Linked DNA regions of Gasterosteus aculeatus: region 2 is linked to region 1. A link is a contact called in public Hi-C data. All regions are on one chromosome and are shown on one strand. The core of a region is the stretch at or near the end of the contact, and the rest is flanking DNA. Distances in the headings are between cores, read along the strand shown. Region 1 has its middle 17 kb from the start of LOC120817393. Region 2 overlaps LOC120817843 (A disintegrin and metalloproteinase with thrombospondin motifs 2).

What was found. Hi-C and Micro-C count contacts between places; a contact is called where the count stands out from the background.
Region 2: a Hi-C map of whole body shows a contact between it and region 1, with 2.9 times the contacts expected there. The contact joins two enhancer-like sites. A contact is called at or near these places in 4 of 6 Hi-C or Micro-C datasets (skeletal muscle, tail fin and whole body).

The regions. Positions count from the first base shown.
Region 1 is chr4:11,281,642-11,287,223 of fGasAcu3.hap1.1, forward strand. No RefSeq gene overlaps it. Among protein-coding and RNA genes, the nearest start is that of LOC120817393, 17 kb to the left of the region's middle. Within about 2 kb of position 1,565, at least 2 of the 9 cell types and tissues checked have open chromatin away from gene starts, as enhancers often do.
Region 2 is chr4:11,409,827-11,414,981 of fGasAcu3.hap1.1, forward strand. LOC120817843 (A disintegrin and metalloproteinase with thrombospondin motifs 2) reads left to right here. Exons shown (of 23, transcript XM_040174454.2): 11 at 456-569; 12 at 671-816; 13 at 1,060-1,235; 14 at 2,811-2,944; 15 at 3,048-3,171; 16 at 3,553-3,633; 17 at 3,735-3,898; 18 at 4,018-4,174; 19 at 4,287-4,422; 20 at 4,590-4,797. Among protein-coding and RNA genes, the nearest start is that of LOC120818433, 11 kb to the right of the region's middle. Within about 2 kb of position 2,900, at least 2 of the 9 cell types and tissues checked have open chromatin away from gene starts, as enhancers often do.

The DNA of each region.
Region 1 (5,582 bases), core at 315-2,814:
TTTGTTAGCTTTGTAATCGCCACTGTCTCATTGTGTTTAATAGGTTGTTGTTGTTTTAGGTGTAGAGTCATTTTCCCAGGCTGCATCTCTTTGTAATGGTGCACACCAAAGCGGCTTGTAGTCCTCCTGTAGAGCAACTTCTTTTTCCAACCACTCGCGTTTATTTTGTTTAATCCCAATCGTAGTCTTCATCAACTGCAGGGCTGTGAGGAGATCAAGAACTTTGGGCCTTTTTTCCCCCCCTTGAATCACATGAACAAACTTGCATCCGTATTCATACACGCCGGGATTTGGTTTCTCAAAAGACATCCGATTCTGATCTTTTTACAACTTTGCAATAATCCCCAGTAAACATTCAGACCCATGCAACGTGGGTTTTTAAAATATCTTACCTGGAAGCCGTAGCTATTTTGTCATTTCGACTGGCTGCTGCTGCTTTCAATCATCTCCCATCTGCTCTCCCGTTTCTTTTCCCCATGCATCATCCATCTTGTATATTTGCTCACCCTCCCTCCCTGCTGATCTAGTAGTTGTTCAATGATCAGAATTGTCTATTTGTAGTCAGCTGAGTACATTGATCTGTGTCACTGTGTTTATGCACTGGACCAACTATTGTTTACCATTCATGAAATACCAGCAAAAATAAAAAAGAGAATAATGTCTAAACACTTGCACAATGTTGTAGAATGTCCATTGATCCAGATGAAAAATCAAGGCAGCTGTTTTCAAATCAACACATCCCGTTTAAAAAAAAAAAGAAACTGAATGGTAAACAATGCTTTCTGTTGTACACTTAGCCGTCCTCTTGATTCTCTTCGGACTAGTTCTGTTTTTTTTTTTGTTTTGTTTTTTCGCCGTTTGACTACAACAGGTTCTGCTTGTTTCCTTTACACCGACCTATGTATTTTCCTACTTCTGGTTGAAAATAAATTCTATATTACCTGTTTCAGGCCGTGTCACCTCTTATTTTTTTGCAATGGATATTGAAAATAAAATCCGTTCTCCTTGAACTGCCTCCTTTTTGCTTTTTTGATTCTACCCAGTCTTTTTCAGACTTTGACACAAAGTGTTTTTTACTCTTCATTTTGTCCTATTCCCGTTTGCTGACCTCAGCTCAACACCTCTCACATGTTACACAAACTAAACCGATTTAAATAGTTTTAGCTGATCGTGTTCCAAACAGCTGGTGGCAGAACGCGCATGTTTTCTTTCCTCAGACCATCTTCTGCAGCGAGTTCGTTAAACGTGAGTATCGGTGGGTGATGGATTGTAATATAAAACCTGCACGCTCACTGTGACCTTTTGGCCTCACTAGTGGGCCGGAGACCGTCATGGTTGAAGCCTCTGCGTCAGCAGGCGGGGGCTGTTTCTCTAGCCGAGCCTCAGCTTTTTCTTTTCCTTCTGGGACGGCAAATGAAAAGCGAATTTCCCGTCACGGGATCAATCAAGTTTAACGTTAGATGCCTAAAAATGGGCCGGGGGCTGACTGTTGTATCATTTGTAGACACACGATGGAGCCACAGGATCAGGATGTGTTTCGTCTACAGGAGGACGTCAGCGCTCAGCTGGTGCCTCATGACTTCAGCTGCAGGGAATTTAGACAGATGTTGCACAATACGATGGAGATAACATTGCGAATCCGATTGATGAGCCAATCACAGCTGCGGTTGATAACGGGAGTTAGTGTATGTGCCGTGTCTTTAGTACACAACGTTGTCATGTGTTTATTAACCACATATGATTCACGATTATTATAATAATGAATTGAATCATTTAATAAAACATCAACCACGAAGAGCATTCTTTTTTTGCCAGGCTTTTTGTGTTTTGGCTCAATAATGCAGGAAGCCTTCAGTCAACGTGGGACTCGCTGAGGACTGTTGGGTTTGCTTGCTTCTAACTCTTGGCGTAAACGACCACTAGCAGTGTTCTTTTATTTTGATGATCCCGTTTCCTACTTTGATTTTATGTGACTTTTATTTTGACATCAAACTATCTGCAAACGTGATTAATCGCTCGTGCTCGCGTTTGTTCAATAGAAGACACGAGAAGCCACGTTACAAGACAATGCAGGTTTAGAGCCAGAGATTTAAAAATATCACTGTAACCTTAACTAAAGTGTTCTTTGGAGAGCTATATCATTCAGTGTTTTGATTAGCTTTGGCAGTAAACGTTTGAGAAAGACTTATTAAGTTGGGCTGCTACATTGTGCAGAACTCGGTGCACTTCAACACTTGTGGTGGTGCAGTTGTGTCCGTGACATTATGACCAGTTAACCGGCCCGAGCCTCCATCTCTCCTTGATTCAGAAGGAACCTGAGAGACCAAGTGGAGGCGAAGCTTTACCAGATGCCCACAGAAAAGCGCCAAAATCGTATGTCGACGCAGAACAACACAATTATTGATGGGTTCCCAATCCGATTTTCTGCTAGGCGCACATCTCCATCCAGGGAGTGAATAAGGCCTGCTGACGGAGCCAAAGCGCTTCCTGTTATTGCCCCTGAAATGGACTGTGACAGTAACTACAGTGCCCACCTGATCGTGCTCACGTGGAAACCAGGCACTTTCTAAACGCGCTGCCTGGAAGTTTGAAAAGAATCTCCAAGGTGCTCAAAGAGGCAAATGTTACCTCTTATGGGTGTGAACTATTTTCTGTTTTTTTTTTGTTGGAATTTTCTAGCAGAAACAGCTGTCAAAATGTGTGCTCTTGTGATGTTAGAGAGGGAGCTTTTGGTTCGCGTGGGGAGAAAAAGAGGAGGGAGAGAAGAGTCAGATTGCTCTTTCCTTCGCCTCAATGTTTGCAGGCGATCTGTCTCGTGTTGACGTGGCGGCGTGATCGCGACGCCTATAAAGTCCTCTGCAGATGTAGACTCCCTCCTTCTCTACTGTCTTGTTTTCTCCCTTATTTCTCCTCCCCCACTCAACCACCCCATTCTTTAAATCCTTTTCCTCTGAAATTCTAACCAGTGTGTCTAAGCGTGTGTGCGACCGACTTCTAGGCCAGTTGCCTGTGTGATGTTCAGCCAAGTTCTCCCAACATGCTCTCAGAGTACTTGCCTGGATTCCATAGTTGTGGATTTAAGTTGTTAAACTCGAGAAAGGCGCACATGAAATACAGCCGCGTGTGTCTGAGAGAGGTGGACAAGCCAGACACACACACACACACACACACACACACACAGCCAACGCAGCAGGCCCGACCTGCGCTCCAGACCTGAAACATCCCCTGAATCTTCTGTGGAAATCCAGCAGACCAGACAAAATGACGACTGCTTGGAAATAGCTTTTAGTGTGGAGGGAAAGACACCTGAGCATTTACTGGTCTGTAAAACAGCACATGTGTGTGTGTGTGTGTGTGTGTTTTATCACTCTTGTTAAACCAAGGGGTGTGGTTTTGTTCTTTTACAAAGGAAGGTGATGACCTCAGAGTTACGTTCAGTTTTGGAAAGAAGACCTGAACTGCAAAACATCGTGAGTTGGTTCAACTCCAAGATGAGACTTTCCCTGCTGTCTTAAGGTCCTGATTATGGGCGGATTCATTGGTTCAGTCGTCTCATGTGTTATTGGGCCGAAGAAAAAAAAAAAAGGAGGAGGAAGTTTACGGCTCTGCTGGAAACCTTCAGACTTTCTAGACCAGTGAGTTCAATACTAGAGCTCCATATACCATATCCTTTGACAATTACTCAACAAATGCAGTGTATACTGCAGGTATTCGGGCTAGTAGAAACATAGCACTCTAGTAAGGCAGTGAGATTCCCTAAACAACAGTAAGACAAAAACTATTGTAAAATAAGCACAGAAACAAGGCAAACGTTGTGCTTTGTGGAAGAATCCACAGGTCATCATTTAATAATCCACGTTAAGTACAACACTATAATTAATCTGGGGAACAATGAATAAAATCAACACCAATAACTTTAAAAGTGTCAAATAGATTCGTAAGATAAAATGAATCCAACACATTAGCAGACAGCTTGCACAGTGGCTAAAACTACGTTAATCAATAAGCACGTAAAGAGATAATGCTAACGGGGATTATTTGATTATTTGGGACTATATATATATATATCTATATATATAAATTGGTTAAAATGTCAATTAAGCAGACACTGGTGCTGTGTTTCAGTAATGGTTGCCACTAGCAACAGAATATTGAGATGAAAAAACTGTGTTTTTGGTTGGTTCTTCTCAATCTGTCATACGATTTTTTTTTTTTTTTTTTACAGTGTGTGTGTGTGTGTGTGTGTTTGTGTGTGTTTTATGACTTTGAGGAAGAGCAGGGTGGCCGTGTGGCCAGATGTGACGCATCAACTGAGGTCGCCTGTCGGGGGGCACTGAGGGTAAATTCACCTCAGAGCCCAAACGCAGCGTGAGCTCGTATCGTTGTTGAACCCTGTTGAGTTTTCAAGTGAGAAGACCTTAAACCAAAGGGACGATTCTAAGAGGCCTTTTTCTTTTCGTGCCCCTTTGTCTATTGCTATGTGAATTATAATATGTACTAATAATCCTCCGGTTAGAAGTTATTATTGGAAAATAAGAAGGCATCTCCTTTTATGCCACACAAACAAAACCAATGTGATCACAGCAAAACATTTAACACGGCAAAAGGGATCCAGATTAATTGGGATTTCTGAGATTTATTTGAGGGTATTTTAGGATCAAGCCCATATGAGCAGTGGAATGTAAAGCCACCCGGACTTATACACCCCTGCTTGTGTAGGGGAAATGATCCACTGCATACAAATAAACAAATAAACAAATATGCATTTTCTTTTTGTTTTTGTTTTTCTTCTCTAAACATGTTCGACAGACATGAGAAGAGGTACAACAGACGTAACTGAGATGAGGGATACATCAAACAGTGAGCACACCTGCTTGTAAATGCACACATAAGGAATCCCTTCAGCAGCAGCACTCTGCCACCACCAACATATATTATTCTCAAAGAGCAGAGAAAATAAGGCCATGTGCCTGTGAAGTCAAGCCAGGAATTCACAACACGTATTTTTGGGAAAAAAAGGAAAAATAATGCATGCCCCGATTTCCCCAAAACAATGTGCCGTTTTTCCTGAGTTTATTTGTGGTCAAAGTGGGGGAGGTCAAACAATTTGCTTTGCTTGTTGCTATTATTCTCGATTGTGATTTGTGGTTCATTAAAATTCTTTCATATCTTTGTTTTTGGCAAATGCTTAAAGTGATAATGAGAGTGCACTACTTGGAGAAAAATGATACAACGTGAGAACCAGCGTGTGTCTAATGATCCAAAGTTATCACACCGATGAAGCTGAGTGAGAGAAGGCCAGAATCCTCTCCACGGATCGCCTGAAATCGCAGGAGAGAAATGGACTGTCTCCGCTCCGCTCTGCCTTTTGTCAATAAGACTTGTGGCGCGCGGCATCTGGCAGCCGAACGCGGCGCGTTGCGGCGGGGTCGCGACCCTCCGTCTCCCTCCGCCGAGCTGCCTCCACATGACTCTCTCTCTCTCCCTCTCACAGCGCCGGCTGTGCTAATTGTTCTCCCAGCGTTTGTCTGTCAACTGAGGCCTGTCCACTCGCATCTGTGGGTCACAGAGACCAGAGCACG
Region 2 (5,155 bases), core at 1,650-4,149, 130 kb after region 1:
AGTTTGGTGGTATTCTCATCAGTGGTTTGTATCAGAAAAGGAGGAGAATTCGATCCTTGATCTGTGTCTGGGGACAATCTAGAGGTCTATGACACCTCACCTTTGGCCTTTCAACCTTTTCGCCCTCTGACCTCCTTTGTGACCAAATTAAACCACGGGCTGTGTCTCGATCATCCTTTGGTTTAGTTTGCATGAATGGCTGTGTGTGTCTCAGTGGAGCGTAGTGTACAGTGCAGTGACACAGCGCGGGGTCGGTGTCCTTCTTGTCGGGTATAAACTGTTGTGGTTATTGTTGTAGTGATATTTCTCTTCTCATCTCTGTTTTCATTTTCAGTGTTTAGTCTCATTCCAGCTGTCTCACGATAGTTGACTTGTGAGACTTTGACGCGGTGTGTGCGTGTGCTGTGTAAAAGGACTTTTAGTTGTAAGATAGAGCCTCTCTCTGTACCCTGCAGTATCGCACGTTTGACCCATGTAAGCAGCTGTGGTGCAGCCACCCAGACAATCCGTTCTTCTGCAAGACCAAGAAAGGGCCTCCTATTGATGGCACCATGTGTGGGAATGGAAAGGTATTGATGCACTATTTGAATTAACATATATTCTGCTGAAAACCACTAATTTGACAGCGCAGTACATCCAAATAGCAACAGGGTTTTCTCGCGTTCTCCAGCACTGCTTTAAAGGTCACTGCATCTGGTTGACACCTGACATCATAAAGCAAGATGGAAACTGGGGGACGTGGAGCGAGTTCGGCCAGTGCTCCCGCACCTGCGGTGGAGGAGTGCACTTTCGCATGCGTGACTGTGACAATCCGAGGTATGGGACCCTTTTTATTATTCTTTATTTAATTATGCTAAATTCAGCTTAAGCTGTAAAACTGTTTTAGAACGCATTCCTCGACACAACGTCTTAACTTCCGATATTTGTTGCAATGATTCCCGAAAGTAATACGTTTGCTCTATTAACACAAGATGAAGATAATTTGTATAAGCGTTGAATATATATTTCCTTCCCCGAGCTTTGAGTGATAATCATCCCGTGGCCCTGCAATCCTCTCAGGCCAGCAAACGGGGGCCGTAGCTGCATGGGGGCGACGGACCAGTTCCAGATGTGCAACGTCAACGAGTGCGAGGATATCTACAGTGACCCGCGGGAGGAGCAATGCCACGCTTGGGACCCCCGCTTTGAAATCCACAGCAACATGCACCGCTGGTTGCCTTATGAACACACAGACCGTGAGTGCACACCCTCAGGTGGGAATGGGGAAGAAGGGGTAGCTAGAAGAATACACGCAGGAAGGGGCGCTCGGATAGCAGCCTGGGAACGACGGACCGGGCGCCATGATGCACGATGGAAGTCGTAAATGCGAATGAAAGCCAGAAAGAAAGAGGACGCGCACACATCATTCTTGAGTGTGGTCGGGTTGGAGAGGGTTGTGTATATGTGCTCTGTTATGGTCATTGACATCTGGCTGTCCAACCGGCTACACCCTCCCAATAAAACCACGCCCTCTCTGAGGAAATCTCTTTAAAAACAAACTTCTTTGAAGTCTGTGTTTTCTCTCTCCCCCCCCCCCACGCCATGATGTCAGCTGAACTTTGCTAACCTCTCTCCCTACAGCGTTTTCTCCATCGATGCATGAGACAAAACTTCACTGCATGTCTGAAGCCCCTTTTCCTTATTGAGAAGGTTTGAAATGCACGTGAGCGTGTGACCTAGCCGGTCTCTAGGAAGAGGTGTCACTGCCTTTCTGGTACGGTATTGAATTATCATCCAAGTAAAGGGCAGCTCGAGAGTAAAGTGCTGAGCTGTCTCCACATGTAATTGGAGGTCACGATACACACACTCAATGCAAAGGAGCCCCGCTAAACTGTTTTCTCCGTTCTTAGCATTCCTAAATGCCATATTTTTCAGCCAGGCTTTCTCAGTCTCAAATTACTTTTGTGAGTGTGTGTTAGTGGGCGAGCACAGATGTGTGTGTGTGTGTGTGTGTGTGTGTGGCGGGGGGGGGGGGAGAGAAAAGTGAAGAGGGAGGTGAAATTGAATTCCATCCATGGTCCGTAATCTCCTGACTTTCAGATTGCGAGAAACACAGTGCGTCTGCTCAGGGTGTGAGATTGTTTGTTCAGAGACGTTTTGTTTGTTTTTGTCTCTATTTAGGTGTTTTTTTTCGAAGTCGGCACTAGATAGTCATTTACTGAAGGATGAGAGGCAAAGCTGCCCTGCGTGTGTTCGGCTAATCAATCGGCTGTTTAGAGCGATCCACCCACTTGGTCTGTCCATTAAATCGTGAGAGCAGTGTGCAAAATGTGGAATGACCCCCTGAAAACATTTGAGGGCTCCCATGATTTAAGCTTATCATTTTGTATTTGTCCACACTCTTGTTGAAAGATGAACTGGCAGCTAATGCAAAGCATCACTTAGACATAAGCGCAGGATATACGATGATGATGTAGAAAAGTGTCCTGTTTCCATATGTTATCGTTTTACAGTAGCACGTCTGCCACCTGCTTATTAGTGTCAAAGCACCATAAAACAAGGTCTCTGGATTGTGTCCATGGGTAACGAACGTGATGAAGTCGAGTGTTCCTTCTCACTGGGATAAACTGCCAGGTTTTGTCTCTGGAGGCTCATGTAGTTGTATTATGAGTCACACAAATAGACACAATGAGACAAAGCGCCACGCTGACTCATGGAGCGCTCATTCAGAAGAATATAAAATAACCCCCATGTTATTTGTGAAGATGAAATCCAAAACGGATCACAAAAGTGCCAATTGGGTCATTTTTGTGTGTTTGTTTTTTTCCTAGCTAACAAGCGCTGCCACCTGCATTGCCAGTCCAAGGAGACACGAGACGTGGTTTTCATGCAGAGAATGGTCCTGGACGGCACGCGCTGCTCCTACAAGGATCCGCACAGTGTGTGCGTGCGTGGGGAGTGTGAGGTGAGAGACGTTGTGCGTGTGTGTGTGTGTGTGAGAGGGCGAGACGGCTGCTGCCTTGTGGTCAGATCTGCATGTGTTTAACTTTCCATGTCCTCTTGAACAGAAAGTGGGCTGTGACGGCACGGTCGGCTCCTCAAAGCAGGAGGACAAATGTGGAGTGTGTGGAGGAGACAACTCCAGCTGCAAGACCTTCAAAGACACCATCACGCGCACTGCCAAGAAACAAGGTGAACACACACACACTCACAGGGACAATAACCCAGATCGGAATGTCGGACGGGCATGACATCAGACGTAGCCGCTGCCTTTCATGCTGCTCAGTACGGGATAGTTGTCCGGTGCTCCTTTATGGTATGAACCCCACGTTGAGTTATATTCAGCTAAACGCCGCCCTCTAGAGGAGGATCAGCGGCCTCTATGAGCACATGTTTGTTAGTAAATGATCTAACCTTCGACATCAGAGAATTCCAAGATTCTCTGCAATGTGTACTTCGGGTCTGTAGTAGTGAGCAGGGGTATTTGGTTTAAATGATTAAGAGCTATTTGTGGGATTAGCTGAGGCTTTTCTTTGGTAAACTAACACTTTCATGATGTCAACTTTCTTTCAGGTTTCCTCAAAGTTCTTGAAATCCCCAGAGGAGCGAGACACTTACTGATCCAAGAGCTGAAAGCAACCTCACACACTTTAGGTATTTGACATTGTATCGTGTTTTTCTTACCTACGTGTTTATATAGTATTGTGCTGTATATTGTACTAGTGTGATTAATGGAAATCCTCACGCATCTACAGCTGTAAAGAACGTTGCCTCTGGACTTTTCTTCTTGAATGGGGAAAACGATTACCCAGAATCCCACTCGGTGATAGAAAAGGGCGTGGAGTGGGAATATGAGAATGACAACGACAAGGATTCGCTTCAGACCACTGGTCCTATCAGACATGGAATTCTGATCATGGTACACATTGAAAAGAGAAGAAATTAGCAATATTAGGAATAATCTGATCATACACAAGCATCTCTGTCCTTCTCTCTCTCTCTTTTTCACACACAATGTCAATTCTTTCCCCTTTGCAGATGAAATTGCGTGGCGATGAGGATGTGAATTTGTCTTATAAGTACATGATGAACATGGACAGTGACTCTGCTATTCAGAACAACATGCTGGTGGAGGACAGCGCCTATGAGTGGGCTCCAAAGAGATGGTCCTACTGCTCCAAGCCCTGCGGTGGAGGTACAGTAGAGTAAAGGAAGTGCTTTCTGTGAAACTCTGATCATCTATCATGCCCGTCTTTATGTTTTCTCATGCTCACATTTATAAAATCCTCTATCCCCTCATGCTGTAGGGAAGCAGTACCTGCGATACGGATGCAGAAGGAAAGTTGACAGTAAGATGGTCCACAAGAGCTTCTGTAACAAATCCAACATGAAACCCAGAGGAGACACCAGAGACTGCAACCAGAAGCCCTGTCCCCCACCCATGTATGTATATGTCCCCATCTGTGAAGATATAGGAATCTTTACTCATGTTCTACACTCAGTAGGCTTTGTCTTTTCTCCTCTTTCATTGTTTACTTCAGTATTTTGGGAATATTGAATGCCCTCAGACCTCCTGTCTTTCTCTCCTCTGCCCCGTTGCGTCCCTCCAGTTGGGTGACAGGGGAGTGGCAGAACTGCAGCAAACCATGTGGAAAGACAGGGATGCAAATCCGCTCGGTCAGCTGTGTCCAGCCATCAGATGACAACACCACACGCCCCATCCACAACAAACACTGCAACGACGACAGGCCCGAGTCTCGCAGACCCTGCAACCGACACTCCTGCCCGACCCAGTGGAGAGTCGGCCCGTGGTCGCAGGTACGCAGGCTGAACGTAGGGCAGCAGAAATCAAAAGTTTGGTCCATTTTGCAGGAAGAATTTGCAATATTTTTTATACGTCCAACAGATGCTTTTTGATGATTTTTGTGGTTTTATTATCAAACGTATTACTGTAAATCAAGGAAAATGATTACAAGAAACTAGGGCTGACAATAGATTAAAACAAATTAACTGATTATTTTAAATTCATTAATCGCAAATAAAAGTTGTACTTTATTGCATTAATTTTGGCCACATTAATTGCATAGGTTAACATGTTCATTTTGACAATCCACAAAAAAAACAGCGTCATGATACGCCTACATTAAATGCATTTGTTCGGATTTTACGGCCTTGT